2 separate regions of the Sus scrofa genome follow, and region 2 is linked to region 1. Evidence: chromatin contacts called from public HiChIP or PLAC-seq data. All regions are on one chromosome and are shown on one strand. The core of a region is the stretch at or near the end of the contact, and the rest is flanking DNA. Distances in the headings are between cores, read along the strand shown. Region 1 overlaps LPP (lipoma-preferred partner). Region 2 overlaps LPP (lipoma-preferred partner).

The links. HiChIP or PLAC-seq counts read pairs in DNA pulled down with a chosen protein or histone mark.
Region 2: a contact with region 1 is called in an H3K27ac HiChIP or PLAC-seq map of alveolar macrophages. The contact joins two enhancer-like sites. A contact is called at or near these places in 1 of 47 Hi-C or Micro-C datasets (epiblast stem cells) and 2 of 2 datasets of contacts at active chromatin or transcription factors (alveolar macrophages and skeletal muscle).

Annotation. Positions count from the first base shown.
Region 1 is chr13:126,027,672-126,033,369 of Sscrofa11.1, reverse strand. The region is part of intron 3 of LPP (lipoma-preferred partner); the gene reads right to left. Among named protein-coding and RNA genes, the nearest start is that of LPP, 250 kb to the right of the region's middle. Within about 2 kb of position 3,964, at least 7 of the 83 cell types and tissues checked have an H3K27ac peak or open chromatin away from gene starts, as enhancers often do. A contact at or near this core is called in alveolar macrophages, where this site is marked.
Region 2 is chr13:126,358,702-126,364,950 of Sscrofa11.1, reverse strand. The region is part of intron 8 of LPP (lipoma-preferred partner); the gene reads right to left. Among named protein-coding and RNA genes, the nearest start is that of MIR28, 80 kb to the right of the region's middle. Within about 2 kb of position 1,995, at least 3 of the 83 cell types and tissues checked have an H3K27ac peak or open chromatin away from gene starts, as enhancers often do. A contact at or near this core is called in alveolar macrophages, where this site is marked.

The DNA.
Region 1 (5,698 bases), core at 2,715-5,214:
TCAATTGAGTATCCATATATGATTCTGAGGTTGTGTTCAGAACAAAGTCAAACTCTGCAAGAGATCCAAGCTATTAACTAGGATTCACAGTGCTTCACACTCTAGGGAAGAAATAGCATGTGCTATGAGGATTAAGTTTATTTCTGGAAACAGAAGGCTTGAAGGGCACTTCACCAATGGTGTCCAGATTCTACCTGCAAACCTATTGCCCTGGAATTCTCTCTGTGACTCTAGCTTGCCCTTGCTCTGCTTCCAGCAAATATCCAACTAATGCACTGATCTATTAGCAACAAGGTTCCTAGCAGCTGCTGGAGAGAAGGAAAATTTCTTGAAATCTCTAAAATAGGCACAGATCCTAAGACATCTCTTTCTCAACCTTGAGCTAAGACTGTTTTCCAGGAGAAGAGGCAGCAATTCCCAATTATAATTTCAGTCTAGAACTGTTAATATTTTTACATAGGATAATATTTATCTGGGTTACATCCAATATAGAGCAAATTAAATGAGATACACTGCTTAGGAATGCTAGAGATTCACTATTTGCAAAACGCAATGCCTCAAAAAAACCCTGTCTTTAAAGGGAACTATGGCTGAAACATAGTATTATTTGGAATCCAAGAAGCCTGAGAGGAAAAAAAGAACTTAATTATAACATAGTTAAATGAATTGAAGGAAAAATATCAAAATGAATAAAATCTACTTACGCTAAAAAATATCTAAATTGATGTGGGGGTAGTTATACATCAATGATGGTATAAAAGTGTTTTCAGTTTTATTGAACTTAGCCTTATTTTTGTGGCTTTGAATTCCAAGCCATGCCTATGCCTCTGCCTTCTCAGGTTGCCACAAAAAGCTCTTAGAAGTTCTGGGCAACCATCTCCCCAGTACTTCCTCTCCAGATGTCTATGAGTGTTCAATCATCTGCCTCTATTACTCTAACTATATGCTTTTCACATTCTAATCAAATATATGGGATAATAAATCACAAAGGTCAGTGTACTTGCAGAATGATGCTGCAACTTTATCACCTTAACTTATGGGTTGAGTTTCAACGGTTTTGATGTTCACTTTTATGATTGACCAATGTGTTAGGCATGCTACAACCAAGTAGGGGTAGCATGTAACTGCAACACACAAATAACAAATCACTGGCATGGGCAGAGGGAAAATAGTAGATTATCCATCTCCCTTTAAAAATAAATAAATAAATAAATAGCCATAAAACAACTTAAACCTATGAACAGCATAAATCAGGGATAGCTACTGCAAAAAACAATTACATGGGCAATTCCAAATAATCTTAATTACCTTAGTTTTGCCTTTACTATTACTCATTCTAAACTCTAACTTTTCTAATTTGTTTCCTCAAAATTTAGACTTGCCTAGGTTCCAAGAACTCCAACTCATTTATTCAGCTATGTCATATTTGCCCTAATCAAGCTACTTAATCTAATCTCAAGAAAGATCTAAAGTTATTTGTTGACCTTACCACACCCTTCTCCACCAAGACTTTTTATTCTATTCTATTTATCAAAACTATATGTGATTTTTTTAAAAGTCAACTATAATATACCACATAGACTAGTCCTATCAGTAAGCCTAAGAAACTGTGCTGAAAGGCAGTTCTTGGTACTTACACCTTTGCTTAGGAAAAGTAATTCTTTTAGAGAATTTTGCCATTCTCTATCTGCACTCAACAGCATTAAGTTTAGTTCTGGGCCCTGATAAACCAGGCTTTCCAGGATAGGCTGAATAAAATAATTAAAAGCTTTAGAACCCTACAATGGAAATAATAGGGAGGAGGACTTTCCTTTGCAATCTTCAAGGGCAGAACTAGGACCAGAGGTAGACCTGGGGTGCAGCAGGTTTCACCTGAATATAGTAAAATATCTTTTAATCCAAAAGAAATACAAGTGACCCTACAAATAAAACATATTCCCACCTCCACCATATGTTAAAGCCAAAGCAATCTAATGGCTGCCTGAGAGGACAGATCTATACCAGGGACACTGCTACCAAGACTTATGTTTTTCCAGAGAGTTGAGGGTTATATTTTGTTTGTTTTTTCATTGTGTGAACATATGTTTCATATCTCTTATTAAATGTGTGCATTTGGGCATTTTAGCTTTATTCCCCTGCAAAAGGGACCTTCTCCCACTGTATTTTCTAACCTGCTGTTATGCTTAAAACTATCAGTGTTTGTATATTTAATTTGAGCCACCTCAATAAATGTCATACTTATCATTTATTCAGTAAGTAGTCATTGAATGCCTCATTTGCACCTCAACCACGTTAGACACCATGAATTGAATGGTGACCAGCGAAGAGTTCCTGCTCTTGAGGTCAAATTGGCTAGTTGGCAAGGTAACTCTGATGATGCCTCCCTAGAAAAAACATTTGTTTAATTTGTTTTTCTGTTTGTTCTTCACCATTCCTTTCCAGAGACTCCTAACTCAAAAGTGGTTAAGGAAGAGGTCCTATTTAATGACAACTGGTTACCATTCAAGCGATGTGATCAGATTGTTACAGATTTTTCCTCCCTGAGGGCACATTTTTAAAACTTTAAGTACTAACTAAACTCCATGGCTAAAGATTATAAATTCCTAAGATTAAAAAATATGTCCACATTTTATGAGAGCAGATTTCTAATCAAAATAAAGACAAACTTTCCAAAAACTCAGAACTGTCCAAAGACAGAAAGGGCAGTTTCAGTTTCACACACTAAAAATATTCAAGAAAAGCATGAAAAACATCTTGTTAGACGTGATAGGAACTCAAGTATCAGAGGAGAGATTGGACTGTCTCAGTGGTTCTAAGACTTGGAAAATGTTTTTAAAAAAGAAAAGGTGCCTATCCTAGACCAATTATATTAGAATTATCTGAGAGTGAAGGCCAAGTCTCAGCATTTTTTTAAAGTTCCCCAGGTGATTCTTGCATGTCGTGAAGGTAGAGAACTACTGAGACATTTAAAGTCCTCTGCAATATAGCACAGGTTGTGTTCTAAAAAGTTTGTGGATTTTTAAGCCCTTAAGTAAGAGTACAACACAGCCATAAAGTGGCACAGGCTCTTCCACTTTAGGAAGGTCATCAAGGAGAAAAGCACTGGGCAACAATATTGCCTATAACAAGTCCAAGTTCTAAGATGTGCTCATGAGGGAGAAAAGCTAGAACTATCAGTAATTTACTGGATACAGACAGAGAAAGGGAGACACACATTTTGAGATTCCAGAGACCATTATTCCATCAAGGTCTCTATGGAATAGTTGTACTAAGATATGCATTTTAGGTTATTAGGAGTTCTTGCTTCTTTTCTTCCCTTTATATATGTTTTTAAACAGAACCCCCCCCCCCAATCACAATCTCAACTTTTGTAAAGTTGCAGTTAAGTTAATGAAATGTTTGCAAAATTCAGTGGGATTTTGGGAAGACTGGCAGGAGAGACAGCTTAGTAAAATTATAATATCAAAGCTAAGGCAGTGGCTTTGGTATTGAACATAGTTCTACCAAAGGCATAAAAAGCAAGGGTATAATAAGCTCATGGCCCCCACTGCATGCCTATGATTTCCAAGTACCATAAAATGCTAACACTATAACACCAGAAAACATCCTATTTTTAGTACTTGAGGTTGTTTTTGAAAATTGCCATGCCATTGAAACTTTTTTTTTTTTAAACTACATCTTTTCCATCCCTTCACATAATGATCATTGACCAAGATACCCTAGAGCCAAACGCAAACAGTGACAGCAAGGTTGGCAGAACCTGGGAAGGGAAAAGTCCACCTATCCCCTTCAGTGGCTCAGAGGAAGAGAAAGGTAAATGGGGAATAGAAAGGTGAGTACATTGGTCATGGCCAGAGTGAAAGCTGGCATTGGCCCCAAGAGAAAAATGCAGAAGTTCTGACTCTCAGCCCTTATTGCAAACCACCCGTCATTCTCACTTCCCCTGCCAGCAGAGCTGACTTTTGCCAGGGAGGGAAGAACTAGTTTCACAAGCAATTATCATAATAAGAAAAAAGGGTGGGGTATGAGGGAATCATAGGCACAGTGGATTGTTTTTTGACTATAAGATCACTGTCAGGCTTTCAAAAGAAATGAATTTGTTCCCTCAACGTTTTACTAGACCAGTTTATAATAAAAATCAAATCAGTAAGTATGACTTGCATTGATATAGCTGAACCTTCGACTCAGGAATACGAAAAGCTCCAGAGGATGGAGAGAGGCAAACTTGACCTGAACAGTTAAGTTGCAAAAACATAAAAGCTATCATAAAAGACACCACAAATGAGCTAGGGCAGGAAAGCAAATACGGATTTTCTACAGCCATTAATTGCCATATTACCATTATTATCATTACATAACACAGTAGCATATGGGCAGTATTAAATGGTGTATTTTCCAAAGAGAGTCTGGCCAACTGGGTTAGGCAATGGCCTCCTTGAATCAAAACCTATCGCTCCTTGAGGCTTGCATAGCTGCCTTGATTAAACACAGTGGCAGGCTCCACAGTTGAACGGACGATTCTTCTTTTTTTGAAGGGAGGTAGAATAGAGTAATTGCCAGATGTTTGCAATTTTAGCTATAAAAAGATGGCTGCTTTCCATTCCTGAGTATGTTGAATCTTTTTTTTTTTCTTTCTACCCAAGCTATTGTGGTTCACTAAAATAGGCCACTGCACTGATGAATCATCATTCAAAACTGCATTAATGGAAGCAGAACAAATATGACATTTTAAATTCACATATAAGAGGAATAAGTAAAAATGTATGGGTAATAATTACATGCCAGGCAATAGAAAGCATATTATAGTATAAAGGACTCAGGAATCTCCTTGATTGCTTTGTACCTGTAGAACCGGGTACAAGCAGTTTCATCACAGAACTTCCATCGCCTCAATAATCAAATGTGAATGAATATCTGTGTGGCCTCCCTCTCAGAGGAAAGAACCCATGCCTTATCCATCTCTATGCCTCACCTTATAAATGCACTGCCCAGAGGAGATGTGCAAACAAATATGAACATGTTATCAAAACCATATATTGTGATATAATTGTGTCTACATGTTATATTGTACAGTCATTGCATTTTTTAATGTAATTATTAGAACCCCCACTTCCATCACCACCAAATTCTCAGTTCTCTTTTTAGACTCTACCTCCTAATATGGCAAGAGGAAAAGGGAAAGCTGGCTTTCATTTAACCAACATTGATATAAATGGCTTGGGAGACTGGTGACCTCTAAAACAGGGGAGGTTATCTTTCTTAATGAGTGGAGTTAAGCATCTCTTTGAGGATCTGATGACATATGGACCCTCTCCCTGAAAAAGTTATACACATAGACCAAGAGTAAACACAATTTTAAGAGACTGGCTAAATTTCAAATATGAATCCCAGAGATGAATAGGACCCAAGATAAAATTCCTAGCAAATCAATTAATTATTTTCCTGTAATGATATAATTACTAACATCTCTAAAATCTCTCTGCCTCATTTGATAATCTGGAAAACAAAAAAGACTTTTTAAATTAATAAAAATCACTGGTTTACTTTATAGTTTTCATTACATAATGTTCACTTACATTATTATCTATAATACTAATTCAATAAAAAAAAATGCTCCTTCTTTGGGAGCTCCCATCATGGCTCAGCAGTAACAAACCCAACTAGCATCCATGAGGACTAGGGTTCCCTCCCTGGCCTC
Region 2 (6,249 bases), core at 746-3,245, 330 kb before region 1:
CCTATTCCTATCTATTTTTAACTATTAGTTTTGTTGATTCATGGCTTATCATAATTTTAGTTATTCTAGATTTCCTACATACTTTTTGATTAATTTATTTGCCTGCTGGAATATTTTTGAGTCACTTTTTTTCAGAAAAGGTATGCAAGTCATATACATTCTTTTTGAGTGTTCATGGAATATTTAAAAGAAACTATTTCTGTAGGAGGCAAAGTTTGATATACTGTTACATAATAAAAGCAAGTTATTAATTAGTACAGACAGTATGATCTCATTGTGTTTGTATGTACATGTAAACATATATATAGGTATGTGGTTACATCTATAAACATATATCATATCCAGGTACACCAAAATAGAAAAAATATGTGGTAAAATGTAAACTGTTCTAATATTTAGATGGGAGAGTTATATGCCCTTTAAAAGTATTTTCTAATTTTTCTCTAGTGAGCATGTGATACTTAAAAACTGAGTTTTTTTTTAATTACTACTATAAGAAAAAAATATTCTGAGCTCATATATGGTAATAGAGAAAAAAATTAATGAGGAAAAATGAAACCTAGTAATAACAAATGAAATTTCCAATAATTTGTTGGATATGTGCAGAGTTGAACTTGAAAATCAAAGACCGGGATCAAGTCCTGGATCTGACACTCATGCTCTGTGGGACTGAGCAAGCTGATTTTTTTCTAAAACCCAAGTTATTACTATTGGAAGTAAAGGCAATAATAATTGTACCTATATTCTAAGATTTTGAGAAAGTGACCTGAGATAAACAAAAAGTGCTGTGTAAAAATTAAGGCACTAAAGAAACATTAGTTATTGCTGTGATTATTTTTAACCATAAAAATGGGCTTTTGTCTTAAAACCTGAGACATTTCGGGGAGAGCAACAAGTAAATGCTCATGGAAAGGCAGGGGCTGTGGTTTTAAGTTGGCAGAAGTTTAGCATTTTAGGCTCTGTAATACTGGAAGCCATGATTCATGTGGTCATCAATTAAAACTGTGGGACTCAAAGGCTATATAATCCCAGGGGGCTGTCAATATCCGCACATTTTTAGGAAGCTGAACTGTAGTTTCAGGGCAGCAGAATGGATCTAGTAATAAAATGCAAGTGAAAAGATCTGTTCCTTAGGCTTCGTTTTGTCTTTTTCTTTGAAAATATCAAAGCCACTATAAATGGGACCAATAATCTCCCCTCTGTCTGTTTCACAAGGTTCTAATGCGTAAGGTGCAGTAAAAGAGGCGCAGGAGCACTGTGAAATATAAGGGGCTGTACAAATGGAGGAGAAAACTATTCGTAGTAGTTAGAATGGTTAAATCTCTCAAGAGCATACTTGACAAATTTTCCTCTCTCTTGAACCATTTTTCTCTTTCCTGGGAGAGTGCTTATAGGAGGATGATGTAATTAACATTAAGAAGAAAGCGCGTGTGTGCGTGTGTGAGTGGATGGGTGGTATGTGGGAAAGAGAGAGAGAGAGGGAGAGAGAGAGAGAGAGAGAGACCCACTACTTGGGGATGAGAGAGCAGGAGGGGTATGTAATTAAGGAAAGAGGAGAGAAGTTCACCTGAATTTCTCAAGTTTAGTCTAAACTCTCAGGTCCGTTGCTAATACCCACATAAAGCACTAGCCATAACTGCTTTTAAAACATTTTATTAGGTGGAATTGAGCATATAAAAGACAACCTTCCTGCAAAGGTACAAAACCTACCTCTTAAAGTAGGTTGAAAAGTTAGAATGTTTTAACTGTAGCCATTTAGTGACACAGGGAGAAAAAAAGCTGTTAGTGTGTGAGCCACTAATGCGCAAATTCAGGAACTTTTAAGTGTTTAGTCTCATGTGAAGTTGGCCTCCTATTTCCTTAAGTCTTTTAATCACTTGGATTGTAACTGTAATAAAAATGCCTGTACCAACTTCCACTACCAGAGAGTCAGGAGCTGGATTCCATCCACTCTGAGTAAGAGCCCTGGTTTAGGGGAAGATCCTTGGCTGCCATCTCATAAACAGACTTGCTGAGCATCTCTGATGCACTGTGTCTCTAGGCCCAGACTCTTTGGCAATGCTGAGAACACAGCAATTCTTTTGTAAATCTGTACTTAGAAGCCTGTCTCATTGAGGGCAGTGGGAAGTATGGTTGCTTCCCATACCAACACAAAAATCTTAAGAAAAACATTAACCTCTTCTCATATATGTCCTCATATTCCTTCTATGACATCTATTTATTGCAGGATTTCCATAGCAACTGCAGCTATGAAATTACCCCAAACTTAGAGGATTTCTAAATTCCATCAGATTAAGCCAAAGAAAAAAAAGCAATGAAAATGTTATTAATCAGATTAAGCCCTTGTATTAGTAAATGATTTCTTCATCATGTAGAAAATATTACTCCTGTTCACTCCTTCTCTTTGAAGAATGGTTAGAAGTTAATATTTCCCTTTAATAAATGAGGATACTGGTACTCACAGATTAAATGATTTATTTCACATCATACCAGGAAAGCAAAGACTAGGACCAAGGTATGCTATTTATATCACTTTTCTTCCCAAGGAAGCTTAGTGCTCTAATTTTAATATGTTTATTTAAACAAATCCATAAGAATAATCAAAACTAAGCTTTTAAGAGATGTATCACCAAAGAAAAAAAGCATCTTAATGATTTTGCTAATTACAGAAACCCAAATTAAAAACTATTATATAATGCACCTATTCAGTTGGTTCAAAATAAATGTAAATAAACCTCTTCAATAGTGGACAGGTTATAGTTTAACATTTGGTCTCATTATTGTTGATGGTTCTCTAAAGTGAAAATATCTTTTTAAAGAAATCTAGTAAAAGCTCTTCAAATTGCCATAAATTTGGTAATATAAATCACAGAATTTATGCTAAGAAAGCAATTCAAAATAAAATTAAATAAAATTTTACTCAGTTATTTATAGGCATGTTTTTTATAATACTAAAAGATTGGAAAATATCCATTATCTGTCCAGTAGCAAATGGTTTTAAAAAGTAGTGTGTAAACTAAACATATGAAAAGCTAAAAATGGAAATTATTAACAATGAAAAGCTATATATATATATATATATATACATATATTTATATTGTCAATCAATAGAAAATACAAAAGAAAGCATGTACAAAATGATTAAAGTGAAACACAATGCCTTACTGAATCAAATTTGTTTAATCCTATGTACATGTAAGGATTAAGGATTCAAGAGGATATAGGTAAATCTGAATAATCACTGAATCAAAGATAAAGCCATAACTGGTATATTTTCTCTCCAAATTACTTAAATGTTTAATTTAAATATGATCTTCAGTTGATCAATAACCAATTGGGGCAAGAATAAATTAAATTTATGTTAGACTCGTCTCCTTTCCGAACTCAGAGCATCAAACAGGATGGTCCTTACACAGAAATAATTAACTAAGACGCTATCTTCAATATTCTGATTCCATTAATAATAATAAAAAAGGCACAGACTGAGGCCCAGGGCTTAGGTTTTCTCTGCTTTGAAAGGGATCTCTTCAGACATATTGTTTCCACTAATGGAACAGGAGGTAATTTGACTGGATGACATTGCAGGTGCTTCCTTTTCTAAGGGCTCTGGTTCAAAGGGAGATACACACAGCCCTAGGGTTCTTCTCAATACAAACTCTATCTTCAAAACAAATGTTTCATTTTATTCTTCCCGCTTCCCCAACCTCCGCACAAGAAAACCCTTTACATTTTTAGTGCGGCAGCTTATTGGACTTATAAAAGTTCAGAAGAAATTAAAATGCTAAAACATCCATCTGAGGACTTGAGGGCTGTACTGAACTCTGAAATCAATATCGAACAAGGGTTTTGGAGTAAAGCTTAACTAAATTCTGATAAGAATTAAATTACGTTTAGAGTCACCACGGATAAATCTCATTAAAGAGAAATCTTGACTAAAGTTTCTTATGAGGGAGTGAAGTCAAGAAGGATGGTAAAAATTTCCATTATTTGAATTCACCCACTTCTTCCAAGGATGTGATTAAATATGAGCCAGGTCATGTTCCTTGTCATGAACATAGTACAGTAACAGGCAACCAAAGCAGAAGGAAAATGGGTCCTAAAGAAATACCAAGATGTTACACCTGGGATGGAGACTGAAACTTAAGTCCATTATTCGAGAAACCCATAATTAGCTAGATTAAACTTTTTTTCAGTTTTACCACACACTCAGGAGAGCAAGCCAAGCATTAAAAAAAAATGGGAGAGAGGTATGTCTGAGAGGGTAAAACAATTTCCCAAGCCCAATGTATCTCACTGCACATGTAAGGCCCTCCCTTTCAGAAATGCTGAATAGGCCAGAAATCTTATCAAAATTAATCTCAGAATAACATTCATTCCACTTCCACTCCCTGAGCCAGTCAAGGATTGCTGGATTGCCTCATTTCATATTCATAGGCCTTTGGTCAAAATCCTGCAACCATCACCATTCTATATATGAGGAAACTGAGGTCAGCAAAGATCAAGTAACCTTCCCAATTTTCATGACATTTTTAGCTCATAAGAAAACTGAAGGAGGCAGCCACAGGAGCATCATTCAAATAGCAAGAATAAAAATGCAGCAAGAATAAAAATGCAGTAAAAAAAAAAGGTGGGGGAATGAAAAATAGGCACAAGAACTACAAAGCCACCTGTGGTCACTTAGTGTATGGACAAATGGCCTTAGGTGTTTCCAGAGGCTCTGCTGACATCACTGCTACAGAGCTCACTGCAATAAATAATTTCACTGTGGTCCTAGGTCATTGTGAATGACAATCCACACAGTATGTTTACAAAGGCAGGGAATTTTGTCATTTTCTTTTTCAACAAAGAAGATTTCAAAGAGTGGTATCTGAAATATTCATATTTCCTAAAAAGACAAGCTTCTGTTCACTAGACTTTCCCTGATATGTAAGTGTTCCTTCCAAATCAACAACAGACATCATTGTGTTTGGGTTTATTTTCTGGACAAGCTAAAAACTTGCAGTGTCTGCAAAACACATGGGGACTAGGAGTGTGAACAACTGAATACAGACCTAGCTCTGACACTAATGAGAGATAAGTCACTTTCCTCCTCCCTGTATCTCTGTGCTCTTACTTCTAAAGAGGGGTTAGGCAAATGATCTCAAGTTTTTGTTTCTGTTTTTTTCCAGCTCCAACATTGATGGCACTATGATGATACTATATGCAACGAAGTTGCCTTTGGCCAGGAAAATGAAATAAAATAGAACCTAAGAGATGCAAAACAATATTTAACCCTGTGCGATCTTAATCTCAAATAAATTTTATGAGATCTGTAGTACAGATTCTAGGGCTGCAATGAATAAGACCTTTCAGGTTATTGAAAAATTCTAATAAGGCCAGAAACTTCTACAGTAAACTTGAACCTTGGGGATCTGCAAGGATATGTCCAACTCCCACTACTTTGCTCTCAAGGCTTCTCTTACCTTGATGCCTGGGCACTGAGGACCAAATCATGTTTATTTCGTGGGCTTGTAAAAAAAACACTACTTCTTCTACTAACAAGTGTTACACAGAGATATAGAATCAAGTAGAAGGATAGCAAGGGAATTTACTTTAGATTAAAAAAGTTTATGTTCATTCATCAAACAGCTATATCAGAAGACAGCTTTATGTGTAGATTTAAGTAGCCTGGCAAACAGCTAAGATAATGTCACTATGAGTATTTTTAGTTACCCAGCTATGTTATTAAAATATAGTTGAGCATTTTAAAAAAAAGAAACAATTTATTTGCTCAGTAGGCATAACTATTTATTTCCCTTTAAGGTATAGATACTATAATAGAGAGTTTCTGTAATTGCATCATTGAAAACCTGCCGGGTATAATAGGTAAGAGAAATTCTAGGTAGAAAAAAAGTATTTCAAAGGACCCAGGAGTTTGAAAGAACACTCACAAGTTCCAAGGCCCTGCAATGTTTCTCTACAAATACAGAGTGAGACCTAATAATAAGAGGTGTGACTGCTACTTGGGAAATCTTCTGATGCTTCAAGGTGCTAGCTTGTACATATACGCTGATAAACCACAGGGCGATGATTTTCTCTGCAAGCCATACACCTTTTGACCTCATATGAACCGAGGACATAGGGATAAAACTTAAGATATGCCAATTACACAGGCACATTTTTTTTTTTTTTTTTTTTTGTCTTTTTGTCCTTTTAGGGCTGTACCTGTGGCATATGGAGGTTCCCAGGCTAGGGGTCGAATGGGAACTG